Regions from separate parts of the Dromaius novaehollandiae genome. Here region 2 is linked to region 1. Evidence: chromatin contacts called from public Hi-C data. All regions are on one chromosome and are shown on one strand. The core of a region is the stretch at or near the end of the contact, and the rest is flanking DNA. Distances in the headings are between cores, read along the strand shown. Region 1 holds the start of ARMC9 (armadillo repeat containing 9). Region 2 overlaps PSMD1 (proteasome 26S subunit, non-ATPase 1).

The links. Hi-C and Micro-C count contacts between places; a contact is called where the count stands out from the background.
Region 2: a contact with region 1 is called in a Hi-C map of ovary, with 4 times the contacts expected there. The contact joins the enhancer-like site here to the promoter of ARMC9 in region 1. A contact is called at or near these places in 3 of 4 Hi-C or Micro-C datasets (brain, liver and ovary).

The regions. Positions count from the first base shown.
Region 1 is chr9:12,914,330-12,921,421 of bDroNov1.hap1, reverse strand. It overlaps ARMC9 (armadillo repeat containing 9), which reads left to right and starts at 2,845. Exons shown (of 25, transcript XM_064516750.1): 1 at 2,845-2,948; 2 at 3,195-3,282; 3 at 4,967-5,092; 4 at 5,675-5,845. The coding sequence starts at 3,232.
Region 2 is chr9:12,989,371-12,996,171 of bDroNov1.hap1, reverse strand. It overlaps PSMD1 (proteasome 26S subunit, non-ATPase 1), which reads left to right. Exons shown (of 25, transcript XM_064516751.1): 13 at 650-761; 14 at 1,397-1,593; 15 at 2,198-2,293; 16 at 2,841-2,905. Among named protein-coding and RNA genes, the nearest start is that of PSMD1, 18 kb to the left of the region's middle. Within about 2 kb of position 4,956, at least 1 of the 2 cell types and tissues checked has open chromatin away from gene starts, as enhancers often do.

The DNA of each region.
Region 1 (7,092 bases), core at 1,596-4,095:
GGATGGGTGGGAATAAGTGAAATTCATGGCTGGGCAGCATCTAAACAAGCCCCATCCAACAAAGACAGAGCAGCTTTATGAGAGCCTGATGCTGGAAAAAGCAGAGAGGCTTTGTGGTTTCGTTGCCCCAGCTTTCCTTGCAGAAGGTCCTGGGGGTAACATTGCCCTGCTCTGCTGTGTAACTCAGTATGTGAGCAGGCATTTGAACCTTGAGGCAATCGCCCTGCCCAAGTGCAGGACCTTGGTCCAAGCGAATCTGTCTGCCCTCCTGGCTGGTTCCAGTTGGAGCCAGTCCGTGCTCCAACCAACCAACTATACCATGTCACCCAACCCAACCAACAATAACATGTCAGCAATGAAAAACTCAAACAACTTCTTAATTTATTTGTTGTCCTTCAAAAGTCATTCACTGAAAACCCAAACTAAAATATCTTTTGGCAACTAAAAGCTGAAGTTTGGCTAAGAAAACAACAGGATGTTTAAGCTTTGGAAAATGTTCCCCTCTTGCCTGGATGTTTTTATTTTTAATGCAATGCAATGGAAAGGATGATGTTTCCTGCAAAATCTTCCATTTGGGCACAGAAAATAACTAGCTGGGTTTTTTTTAATCAAGCAACAGGTTACAGTCAAGTCTGGGACCTGTAGCTGGCAGTTGGCAGCCCAGCCATGGAAACGCTCAGCTCCCCTGGCAGGAGTGGCAGTGACGTCAGTCCTGAAGAAAAGCCCAAAATACAGTGCTCCAGGCATTAATGAATCTCCTCCCATGGCCAAGGAGCTATGGCCGAACAGGGTGCAGAACCCATTTCCTCATCCATGTCCTGCGTGTCAGATGAAGGAGCCTCCTTCTATGATGCTTTGAAGATGAGCCCTGGAGGATCTGAGCCCCTGCTCCTTTGCACTGGTGTTGCAGTAGTATTAACCCAGAGGTTATCCCCCAAGCTGATGTAGATCAGGAGGTCGTCCTTGCTGATGTAGGTGGAGCTGGGGCAGCAGGGATCTCCTAGGGAACTCGATGGCACGGCGGGACACATCGTGTGAGACGGGGGGTGGTCAGGCTTGCTGGGAAGGGGCTGTTGGCTTACTTGGGGCTTTGACCTGCCTGGTTGGTCCTCTTGACCTGAGATGCCCCTACTCTGCCAGTTTCTCTGAGGACAGCTGACTTGAGGCACAACCTTTGCATCTTCAGACCTTACCCCAGATGCTGGCCAGTGGGGGATAAGCATCAGTGCTCATCCCAGGGCAGCATCTCCTGGAAATGTTGTCTCTGCTCAAGCACCTTTGGACTGTAGCAAAGCCCATGCAAGGCGATGTTTGCACACCAACCACGTGTGCTTGCTAGAAGGTGACTTCTGCAGACAACAGGAGAAAACAAAGAAAAAATATGACCAATAAAGCAGAGCCTAGACCCCAAACCCCTTCCCACCACCTTTGCACCAGGAGGTCCAAGCCCAGGACACAATGTCAGTCAGGTTTGGCTGCTCAGAGGAGAAAGCCAGCTGGATGTATGTCATCTTGAAGATGCAGAAAGAAAGTCAGCAGATAAAATCTTTTTCACCATTGATAGTGCCCGATTGTCACCAAAATTAAACAGGAGAGAGGAAGCACAGAGGATATTGTAGCTGTTATTGCAAATACCATCAACTTCATTTGGCTGGAGCAAGGAGGAGCCCAGATGACTACAAATCCAGCAGTGGTGAGCTATTTCTATAAACGGCCAAGGCCCCTGGGCAGTGCTTTCCTTCTGGCTGGGACGGTGGCTGTGCTCTTCACCTGCAGGGTGCCTGCGTGGGCATCTGCACCCGCGGGCGGCAGGGTGACACCTGTCAGCACAGCCCATGCTGCAGCCAGGAGTGAATCCCAGCCTGAGGGGAGCTGGTTGGGTCCCCGTCACTTGGAATGGACTAAATAATGGATTAAATCTAATATGGTAAAACTCAAATATATAAAGTTTTACATTGTGAACTCTCTACAGAAGTATGTGTAACAGAAGAAACCTTCTGCTGTATAGCTAGTGGTATATCTACACTTTGTATTCTAAATGTAGAAGTTTTGTGTATATAAGCATAAACATAGCTTTTACAAACATAAAGGCCTATATTTTGTATACAAATCATCAAAACAAGACATTCCAGTTACCAGCTAGGTTGCCTACCTAATTAACCATTTAATAACGCTTACAGTAACTACAACACCAATGTGAATGCCGGTTGTCACAGTAATAGCTGTGACATACCACTTAATAACCAGAATATAAATTTTCCAGTACTTTTTAGGAATCCCTCAGTGCTTTCTAGGATTTTCTTGTGCTCCCCAGGAACTTCCTGGTGCTTTCCAGGCATTTTGACATGCTTTCTAGGCATTCAGACTACTCTAGGAATTACAGGATGCTTCCTAGGAATTTTTCTTTTTTAGGAATTGACTAGCATTTTCTACTGGTGCTTTCTAGGAATTTCAGTGTGCTTTTGAGGGAGAAGTAACTTTTATTGACAAGGAACTACATATGCGGTAGAGAAACCTTCTGGCTGCCGAAGTGTAGAGCCTTCCTCGAAGGCAGGGCATTGGGGCTTTGGAGCGAGCACAACGCTTGCATTCAGGCCAGAAGCCGTCGCCACTCCGGCTGCTAGAGACCAGCATGCGAGGGCCGGCCTTGCACGCGGTGTATATTTTGTTAGCAGTGCACGTGTGAAGTGCAGCTAAGTAAAACAGCCCCCCGCGGCCATGTTGGAGCCGGGGCCCTCACGGCCCCCCCCACCCCGCAGCTGCAGCCCCGCCCGCCGGGGCCTAGGGCGCGCTGGCCGCCGGGGCTCGTCGTGTGAGGCCCCATTCCCTGCCTGCGATTGGCTGGGAGGAATCACGTGCGGCGGGAGGGGGCGCGGCCTGGGGAGGAGCAGGGAGCGAAGCTGCGGTTACCAAGGCGACGGGAGGAGCCGGCGGGGGCTGCGGGGCAGGTAGGCCGCGCCGCGCCGGGGCCGGAGCTGGGCGCGGAGGGGCCGCGCCGGGGGGCGGCCGGTGCCCAGGTAGGAGACGGCCGCGCCGGCGGGAGGCGCCGCGCTGCTTCGGAGCGGGCAGGCGGGAGGCGGCTTCCTCGCTTGCGGCGCTCGGAGGGGCGAGCGCTGCGGGGCCGGGCGCGGCGGGGCTGCGTGCGGCGCTGTGCGCGCTGCCGGCCGACGCGCCGCGCCTTTCTCGCTCTCTAGGTTTTTCAGTGATGAGGCTGAGCAGCGACTCCTAACCATGGGCGATGTCCTGGCTTACGAGGCTGAATTGCTTGGACTAGTGAGAGAGGTTGGTCTTCTTTCGTTCTTTTTTTCTTTTTTTTTTCATAGTGCTTGCATTGAGGAATGACGTGTTGTGACTGTGATCTAAATTCTCTAGTTACTTAACTGACAAAATATTTGCTTCTCCTTGACGTCATACTGACTTCTGTCACGCTCTGTGAATTCAAAGTGCTCCATGTCCATTGAAGGCCAACAGTCAGCCGCTGAATCAGACTAGGATTTTCTGTCGTTCCTTGTAAACGAGGCCTTTGTTAAAGGAACAGGTAACTTGATTGGATCCACGGAGAGCTGCAGGGCCCAGCTCTGACCTGTGATACCTGTGAGATCCTCTAGACATTACTAAGCTACATCATTCCACAGGTGTGTAAAATCAGAGGCTCTTAGAGCTTTTGCTAATAAAGCCCATACTGAAGTTGTGAGACCACTAACCTGCATGGTTTAACGCCTAAGCAGGATCATCCAACTGGGCACTCCTCTACCCGTACTGCCCATGAGAGGTAGGATCAGAAGTTACTTTAAAGTAGGAAATAATCCCATAAAAAAGACAGTGGGAGACAAACTTTTAAAGAGTGGATATCTCTCTAGTAGCCTGTTCTCCTGACTTCCAGATAAACTGGCTAAAATGGGAGATTTATTTACTCAGTATGATTTGGAGCAAGAACACGAGCTGTGAGCTGTCTGCTCTTTGTTGCTGCCTTGTTCCTTTGATCAGCACGGTGTTCATTGCCTGGTTTAGGGCCTTAGGTGAACAGCAAACCAACAACCTTCCCCCCCCCCCACCAAAATCATATGCTGTGGAGGGGAATCACTAATGCTAATTTACCATTAAACCATTATTGTACCTAGCTTTCCACATACTGTCTGTTGAAAGACTGGACAGCTACTCTCTGTCTAAAGAGTCCACTAAATGGCAAAACATTGCTAAACCTAAAACTTTTTGTGCGTCTAAGAAAACAAATCTAAAAAGAGTTCTAAGTACTTAATCATGGATATGTTAACAGTGAAGGATGGAAACAGTTCCTGTACAGGTTCTTTGTGGCTACATTGGTCGTACAGATCAAGTTTGCAAGACCAAATGTGATGTCTTGCCTCAGCAAGCAATAACTAAGACTTCTGAGATGGGGGAAAAGATCGCATGTAATACAGTAACTGTAAATGTTACAGAGAGAGAGGACTGTCTATCTCTTTTTTCAAAAGAACAATGCTTGATTTGCTAGTTGTTAATTTGGCTTGCTTGGACAGCTTCAGATATTATGAGTAATCTGACTTAGAGTTGAAACTGTCTGACTGTTTTAGAGATGATGTTTATGTGTTCCTTAAGAATTCTGCCTTCTGAGAACATTATTTACAAGGAATTCGTTTGCTTGTTTCTTCAACTGAGATGTTGCGTTAACAGATTCTAATTCTCTTTCTTCTTTGGTTGAGTGAAGTTATTGGATAAATCGGGACATCCTTCCTTCAGAGAGGGTGTGCTCTATTGTCAGTATTACTGTCTAGGATGTGGGAGGGAACTCAGTTGAGAGGCAAGATCTTCTTACTGTACGAGACACCAGTTCTTACTGTATTCCTGTGCAGTCTTTGGCATTTACAGACCATGCAACAAAGGAACTTTAAAGGACTCTGGTGATTCATGGGTCACTCTTTGAAGCATTATTAATCTATAAGATTATTGTCCTATGTTTTTCTTGTAGTATTTGGATTTTGCTGAATTTGAAGAAACAGTGAAGATATTTGTGAAGGAATGTAAGATAAAAGGGAAGCCACTACCTAAATCAGCAGGTGTTTCCCTGAGAGATTCAAAAGCTTTGACCATTCAGGTAATGCATCATTGGCACTTATTTTGGGTAACTAATACTCAAAACAGTTAAAGGCCACTAACCACCTTTTGTTTTATTACAGCAGTTGAGATTATCTTAAGTCTCTGAAATGATTCTTGATTATTTGGAGAAGGCTGCTAGCAGTCCTTCAGTGCAGGAACATTCACATTTGCTTTTATGCAGAACTCCACTCCTTTTGAACCTGAGGGAGTAGATTTGGTTCACACTATTTTAGGTTTTTAGCTTGCCATACTTTGAAAAGGCTGAATTTTTCAGACACTGTAGGCACTCTTTTTTCCTTATAGTATCATGGACCGCAAAACTCATTAGACATGCCTGAAAATTTAGGCTTTGCTTCTTGCATTGATGGCTTATTCAGGCTCTGAAAGAGGGTAAAAATAGGCAGAGAAAGAATATTTAGGTGGTCTTTGAATGGTAAGAGATTTTGGATAAAACTTTAATTGAAAGTCTTCAGATGGTACTTGAATTCTTCACTTACTAACCCACTGTTGGAAAATGTAGCTCTTCTGTGTTTGTTTTTTCACTGAATACTTTTTCACTGAATGCTTTTCCCTTCTGCAGAAAGATCTGCTTACGGCATTTCAAAATGGAGAGCAGAAAGTTTTCTTCCGACTTTGGAAGGAGCATATATCGTCTTCAGTTCGAGATAGTGAGCCGGTTGCTCAGAAGCTGGAGTTCTATCTTCACATACACTTTGCCACCTACCTCTTGAAACACTCTGTGGGAAAACCTGTAAGTTTATTTTATAGTTTGAACTTAAGATTGCTTTTGTTTATTTTACTTCATGTATTTGTCTTTGGCATGGATGAGGATGGGGTTCTTGGTAAGGATTCCCAGAATTCAGATCCAGTCTTTGGGCAGCGGTCTGCATTTTAGTTGAAAGCAGGCCCTTGTATTGTGAAGTACAGAGATGAAATTTGTAGGTGTCCTTATCTTGGACGTCCTGAAACAATTTCATTTGGAAAATATCGGCATGCTGATACTTTCACCTCTTTAATTGTATTCTGTAGGAAACTCTTAAAACACTTCTTTTGCTTTTAGTTTGGGCCAAAGCCATTTGTTGAGAGATAAACATTTGTGATAAAATGGGAAAGTTGAATCTTGACCAGCTCCCTGTACCATATTTGAAGGTATCATTCCTAATGGTCATAAAACAAAATCTCCGTTACATAGGGCTGGGATATCTTAGGTGATACATTTATGATGAAGAGACATTGAAGTAGCCTGGAGCTGCCAGATCTGCCAGGCTCCTGCTTTACTCCTGTCAGCTGCTTACAGAACTGCTTGGATGCCTTCAGCGTGTGTTTTCCAGCCTCTGACTAAGGTGCTTTTGGTCTGTTCTGTGTGCCAGCTCACCTGGAGTCCTGCTAAACTGGCACAGAGATGCTTGGGAGAGATCAGTGTTGAGCCAGGCAGGATCCAGCAGGGCTTGTGCTTGATATAAGGGGATTTACGGCAGGCTCCTCAAAGGCAATGCTGGACTCGAGCTATCACAGTACCAACCTGACTGTGTTCCCCCACAGTTCTGAGTGTTGTGCGTACATCTGACTGGGGTCTGAGTGGAGTAGGAGTATGTTTACCGGGGCTGCTGACTTGGATTGACACCATGTGAATGCATCATATAGCCTCCGCATCCAAACTCACTCAGCTTCTCTATATTAGTCCACAGACAGCAGAGAGTTGTCTGCAAGGGTTAGTAGTAATAAGATGAAAAATGTACCAGAAGGATTTTAGTACTAGGGTTTATCAGTGGCCTGTGTGAAAACAGCTTTTTGTAAAGCATATGACTTTAATAGTATCTCTTCTGGGTTTAGTACAAGCCTTACTGTGAAGCAGGTCTTGAAATGAAATGTTGTCCAAGAAAATAATACCCTCAGTCCAGCTTTTGATACTGCATATGGTTATTGATCCAGTGATTTCCCTCTCCTCCCCCGCCCCCCCCCCCCCAATGCTGTATGAGTGGATTGTACAGTTCTGCA
Region 2 (6,801 bases), core at 3,707-6,206, 73 kb before region 1:
GAAATCGTGTGCTGCACAGTAGGTTTAACTTAACTTAAAGTAGTTCTTCACCAATTGTTACTGACAGACATCTACAAAAGGTATCCTTTTAAGTCTGGAATAGCTTCCTGATTAGTATTTTCCCAGTACGTTCCCTCCTCCTCTTTTGGGAATTTCAGACCACATCTTCGAAATTTCTGTGAAGGTATCCCACTCATCTTTTTGCAAGTATCCTGCCTTTCCCATATCCATTGCTAGAGCACAACAGGGATGTGGGCTGTGCGAGTGGGTACTGATTTAACTTTCCATTCAGATACTATTACTGAGCAGCAATTTTTATTCATTGCACAGTTTTGTGGTACTACCTAAATCACTCAGTGGGGAAAAAGAGCTCAAAGATACTTTAGGAAGTCTCATGCTGTGTGGAAAGCTTCTGACGCTCCTTGTTTATGGGCCTTTGAACTGCCTTTTTTGCTCTGGCTTCTGCCTCTCTGATCAGAGAGTAACTGCCTGAGAAAGTAAGTGTTTTTTCTAACCGGCCAACAGATCATTTTGGGAGGTTTGGGGCTAAGAGTTTGCAGCTTTGTGTTGATGGAAAGAGGTCTACTTTAGCTGAAGCCATATTGTTCCCTGTTTTATGACGTCTAAGCATGTATGTGCTTCTCTCTAGATTGTCCGACATGGTGGCAGCCTAGGTTTGGGTCTGGCTGCCATGGGGACAGCACGTCAAGATGTGTATGATTTGCTGAAAACAAATCTCTACCAGGATGATGCAGTGACAGGTAAATGTTCTGTTTTTAAAGTAAATAACCATCTGAGACCTTATCGGTCAGCTGATTTTTTTTTTCCAGGTTGTCTATTAGCAGCATAGATCACTTCTAGGTTGCCTTGGATGCATTTTGTCAATTGACCTTTTTCTGACCTGCAATGTTTCTTTAGTTATGTTGCAGTAATGGTCAGAGGTCCTGTCAGGATTGGGTTCTGGCACTGTGCCAACCTCTGTTAAGACGTGATAGGTCTTTAAGCAATTTTTTATGTTGCTCTGTTATTTTCTTTGTCACATACTTTTTATTTAGCCTGGCTGATTTCTCCTCTAGAGTCACGTGCCCTTTCTGGCTGAGAGAGGCAGGCTTGGAGACACTTGTGGGGATTCCTGCTGCATTGGCTGGGGTTCACAGAAAAATGATCTAAGCAGCTGTTGGGCCAAGAAAGAGAAATTTGAACTTGGTAGGGAAGAATATCAAGTTGTGGCTGGTGGTTTGGCTTTCTAAGCACGCTTGCCCATGAATAATGGGCACACTGCTGGGCATGGCAGTGTCCAGAAGTGATCTGTTAACCTGTGTTTTATGTGATTCTCTGGATATAATTGCTGCTTCTTGGAGTTGAATGTTTGATTTTTCCTTTCTGTGCTATACAGGTGAGGCAGCTGGTCTGGCACTGGGATTGGTTATGCTGGGATCTAAAAATGCTCAGGCTATTGAGGACATGGTTGGCTACGCACAGGAAACCCAGCATGAAAAGATTTTGCGGGGCCTTGCTGTTGGAATTGCTCTGGTGATGTATGGGAGGATGGAGGAGGCCGATGCTCTCATAGAGAGTCTCTGCAGAGATAAGGTGAGTTTGACTGTGTCTTAATGCTGGGCCCACTTGTTACAGAGGTATCCTACCTGTCCTTTTCTGAAATCTCTGGCTAAGGCGGGTTGGCTGTTTTCACCAGGGAAGTTCTTATGTGGATCTGAAGTGGGGCCATTTCAAGGATTATTTCACCCTGACAAGGACACAAGAACAACAACGTTGACTCTTGTATTAGCTCGGCCTGATATTCAGTCTCCATAACCCCGTGAGCAGCAACAAGAAGCAGAACAGGGTGTAGTGGTTAAAAACAGATGAAGCTCACTTTAGCTGGATCATTCTCAAGGATCTAATGGCAGTCAATAGAAGACACTGATCAAGAAACACTGAGTGGCATTTCTGCCTGATAATCTTGTCGGCAGCCTAGGGCATAGCGACTTCCTGTCCACCTGAAATTACCAGATAACATCCCTGCTTTGGTGATTGTCCTGTTACTTGTCCCTAAGAATCACGAGGAAACAACAGAGCATTGAGACTGCCTAATCGCAGCTTCCAAGCTCAAAAGCGAAACAGATTCGAAGTTGGAATTACTGAATCATGTTGTGGATAAAGATTAAATATTGGTGCTTGATGCTTTCTCTTCCAGGATCCAATTCTCCGTCGTTCAGGCATGTACACTGTTGCTATGGCATACTGTGGCTCAGGGAACAACAAGGCTATCAGACGTCTGCTACATGTGGCTGTAAGTACTGTGGGCTTCAGGAGCATGTAGCAAGAAGTTTGTGGTGAGAGAGAGTCAGCACATCACTTTGACGGGCTTTGTGTGTTCACTGTTAGTGTTCTGGTCCAAAGCAGAGGTTGTAAAGAGATGAGAGCTTTCCTTAAAACTATGAGTAGAAATAACAGGCTCTGCTGACATTAAGATAAATAGACTTTCAGCAAGAGAATGTTTACCCTGGTATCACGAAGAAGAAAATTGTTAAAAATTGGTACTAGTAAATCAATAAAATTAATAATGGGTTTGCAATGTATAACCTGCATAATAACAGGCTGGAAGGAAATCAACATAAGCTGTAAAAGATGGCATTTTTCTGCTCTTTGGTAGGCTTGCAGTCACAGTATTTGAATGCGAGTTGGTCTGTTTCAGCTAAGGTTGAACATGACCTTTAGTTTCCTTTCTCCATAATCTTGTCTTCCTGATTAATTTGTGTTCCTGGACACCTTGCTGAAAATGTTGCAGAGTCAGGTGTTTCAGCTGTACTCTGAATGTCCCACTTTCTCCTTTGTAGGTGAGTGATGTGAATGATGACGTGAGGCGGGCAGCTGTTGAGTCACTTGGTTTCATTCTGTTCAGGTACAGTATCTTCCTCTGTCACTTTTACAGCCTTCAGTTTGATGTCTCTCATATTTCTAGGAAATGTGCATGCTATTGCTGTCGTTACCTGACTTGATTGCTAACTAAATGGAGGTTGAAAAGTCAAAAACCAGAGAGACTAAAACATGGTTCAGAATTAGAAGCTTTGGGCTTGGTTTCGCTGGTAAGCCCTACTTGTGCGACTATGGAGCAGATGGGGCATTGGTTTGTTGCTGGGATAAGCACAGAGAAAGAGATTCTGTTTCAAAAACAATGCATGTAGGCTTGTACCATGAGTAGTAGAAATGCAACCTTCCAGCATAAAAATAGTGACAGAATAAAATTTCACATGAAAAGGAAAAAAAAAAAACCTCACAGATCTCTTGGATGTACATCATGCAGTAATGTAACTTTTTTGTATAGTTTCTTTAGTTTCTTTAATAGCTTTAACTTTACTTTTTGAAGTGTGTGAACTGAACAAATGGTTCCAAAACTGGGGAATGCTCTGCTGAGCGGTCTGTGGGAGAGCATGGAAAGTGCTATGGGATAGAGTGGTAGAGAAATGACTGCTGCCAGACAAAGCTGTAGAAAGCAGGAGCTAGAAGAGTCTGTTGCTGCCAGGAGTCATATTGCTGTCTCATCTCATTATGGTGTTGCTTTTTTAAAGTCTCACTGCTGCTTTCCCTTGCCACCTCCTCCCAGCAGCTACCCCAGCAACTCGCACTTTACTTACTTGTTCAGTGTATTCCTTGGAAACTCACTTAAATGCTTTTTAACCGTTGATATTTCATAGGGAAGAAGGGATATCTTAGAGCTGCCAGACTGGGTGTTACTTGAACTTCATAGTATCCTTATGCATGTGAGAGAGAAGTCCCCTTAACTCTAAGAAACAGCACATCAGGGAAAACTAAATTTCTCTAGACCTGTTAACTGCTTCTGGGTGTTTTTGCGGAAACAGCGTATGCACCATTCATAGCCTGAAGGGAGTTGGATGCCTTATCACAGGAGAGTGATTCTTTTGTTGTTCAGTGCCATTTTGTTTATTACGTGTTTATTAAGATACTGGGGTTTTTTTGTTTTGTTTTTAAGTCAGTTGTGACTTCTTAAGTGTTCAGCATGCTTAATGAGCCTTTCTGTAGGTTTCCAGACGTATGGTTTAATTGTCTGAATAGACTTAGATAAACTTTACAAATAGAATGAAAAATTGATATTTGAAGGATCGAGGGTTAATTAAAAATTAAATATGCAATGCTTGTGCCAGGCCTCCTAAAGGCAGCACTACTTAGACAAATATGTCTGCCTACTTGCTCTCTAAAATGTACCTGCAGGCTGTGACTTCTCTAAGACTAACTCGAAGGAAGATGTTGAAATAATCTTTACTTTTTAGTTCATTTTTTTAAGTATCCATTGTTAAGCCCTGAGAGGTTACTGAGCTTGCGTGTGTTCTACAGCTAGTGGTGCTGTTTTTCCTGCTTCTGTTAAGTGAATGCCATTCTCTATCTGTCAATGGTATTTTGAAGGTATGTTCTGCAGTTCCCTGGGTAAGAGTGTGGATTTTTTGTTGTTTTGTTGGGGTTTTTTTTGCTTTTTTTTGTATGACTGGGGAGTTAGAAGGCTCACCAAGGTCTAATCCTTGCCTTCCTCTGTTAATATAGGAATCCGTGTGTGTAGTCTGAGCACTGAGCCAAGCAGCAGCCTTTGAGTGTGTCTGAGAGGAGGCAGTGCATACTTGGTCCAAAGTCCAGGACTGTAATTTTAAATGGATAGTCTTTAAGATCTTTGTTTGCATCTTCTTTGAGTTGGTGGCAGTCTTTTAATGATTCATCCTGAAAAGCAGGCCAGTAAAAGGTGCTTCAAACTGCTAATCCAAAAACTGGGTTACTGACACTTCCAGTCAAGTTATCATTAACCAAGTTGCTTCTTGTTTGGAAATTACTCTGCTCCATTCTGTTTTATCTGAAGCATATTTTGACTGCAATTTAACATGGTTTACAAATGAAACACGTTCCCTCTGTGGGCAGCAGGCGTCTCCCAAGAGCTTCTGCTCCGTTGCTTTCAGGAGCACAGATCGTTCCTTGCTACACAGCGATCTGTCCCTCTCCTGAAAGCAGAGAGTCTGTTTAACTGGCTTCTGTGTCTGTGTACAGAAGGAAAATTCCACACAGGCCGTCCATAGTTTCAGGGATCTTTTTTCCAAACAGGTTGCGACAAAGCACTTTTGATCTCCAATTTCAATGTCATTTTTCTTCTCAAGAAATGTGAAGCATAATTGGACATTGATAACTTCCTACCAAAATGAGAAGCTTTCAGAGCTCTGTGCTAGACCAGTTACTGTGTGCTGGTATCTCTCTGGAGTACTAAATACTGATCATCATCTTCAGGTTCTCTCTCTTGCTCACTTTTTTTTTTTTGTATCTTCCGTTGCAGGTTTCTGCTTTGCATTTTGATTGCTAAGCTTTTTCACTTGGTAGTTTTTTATAAAGTATGTTATCAGCTATTTTGCTTTAGGACGTAGCTTTTGGAGGGAACCTTCAGTTTGTCTCGTCCAGGCCCCAGCAATCACATGCAATGATGGAAGAGATTTTCTGCCTAGAGATACCCACCTCTACTGCCTGCATTCTTCTCTCTGGTTATAAACCAAAAGGGTTCTTTCAGTGCCTGGAAAGAAACTTTGTTTTTCGCTGTAGGGATCTAAAGGGTGGTTTCACATTACCTTTTCCCTTTGCTGGAACCTGCTACTTAGCGTTAATTGTGTGCTGGGGCCCATTTCAACATTGCAGGCTGGCAGAAGCATAAAGAGCAGGGGGCATCATTTAAGTTTGTGAGAGTCAATGAGTGAAATAACATCTGTTTCTTAGGAGTGTCATTTGCTGAAGGCTAATTGGATTTATTAGCTCTAAAAATCATAAATAGACTATCAGATACTGGCAAGAGTCAGGTGCTGGGTATATAGTGCTCTTGAATGGAGTATTTTGCAATGGGAGGTGAGTAGATCTGTAACACAGTGGGCTAAGCCCTATACTGGATAAAATACAGCTCATCTTAGGTGCAAAAACATGATTGAAGCTTCCGTAAGAAGAGGTCAAATTGAATTCTTCGTATTTGGTTCCAGAAAGGGAACTGTGAAGTTGGGATTAAAATAGGAGAATAAATTCATTTAATGTAATCTGTGTTTTTCCTAGAGGATTCGTGCCGTTACTGGAGGACCGAATGTACTGGGGGTGCAAGTTCCTCTGCTGAGCTGCGCACTACAGCAGCAGGGGCATGCACAGGCATTGGCTTCTGCCTGTTCCTCCTGTAGGAATAGTAAAATCCAGATATGGGTGGAGCTGACCCAGTCTGAGAGTGGTAATTCCCTTAAACCACCACTGGTGAATGTGGCAGAGCTGGAGCCCACAAATTTACTTTGTCTCCTAAATCCCTAGCTTGTTTTCTGTTTGTTGCAGCTCTTTGTGAATAAACATTCTTCCTCTTGGATTTCAACTAAAAGTGTCTTGAGCTTCTCACAGCCTGCTTTTTTTAGGTAATTCAGTGTCTGCCTAACAGACCATTTTGTAAGGCTGTACTGTCCCTGTTTACCTAGTGAATGTACCTTGCCAGCACAGGCATGAAGCCCTGTATCCATTCCAGAGCACAGCTTGGCCCTTATGGCAAGAGTTAATGGAAGCAGCACAATATCAGAATAAAACATGATAGAACGTAATGTAATGAAAGCTGACATATGAGATTTAAAGAGCCAACTTTAAGACTGTAACTTGGAGATTGACCTTTTTTTTTAAGCACAGACCATGTTTTAGAATTTTTTGCACTTACTATTTATTGAAGAAGTCTGTGAAAGAATGTGTATGGCTGCTGCATTGTTGAAAACTTGTGAATGAAGGTTTGGATGCCTTTTT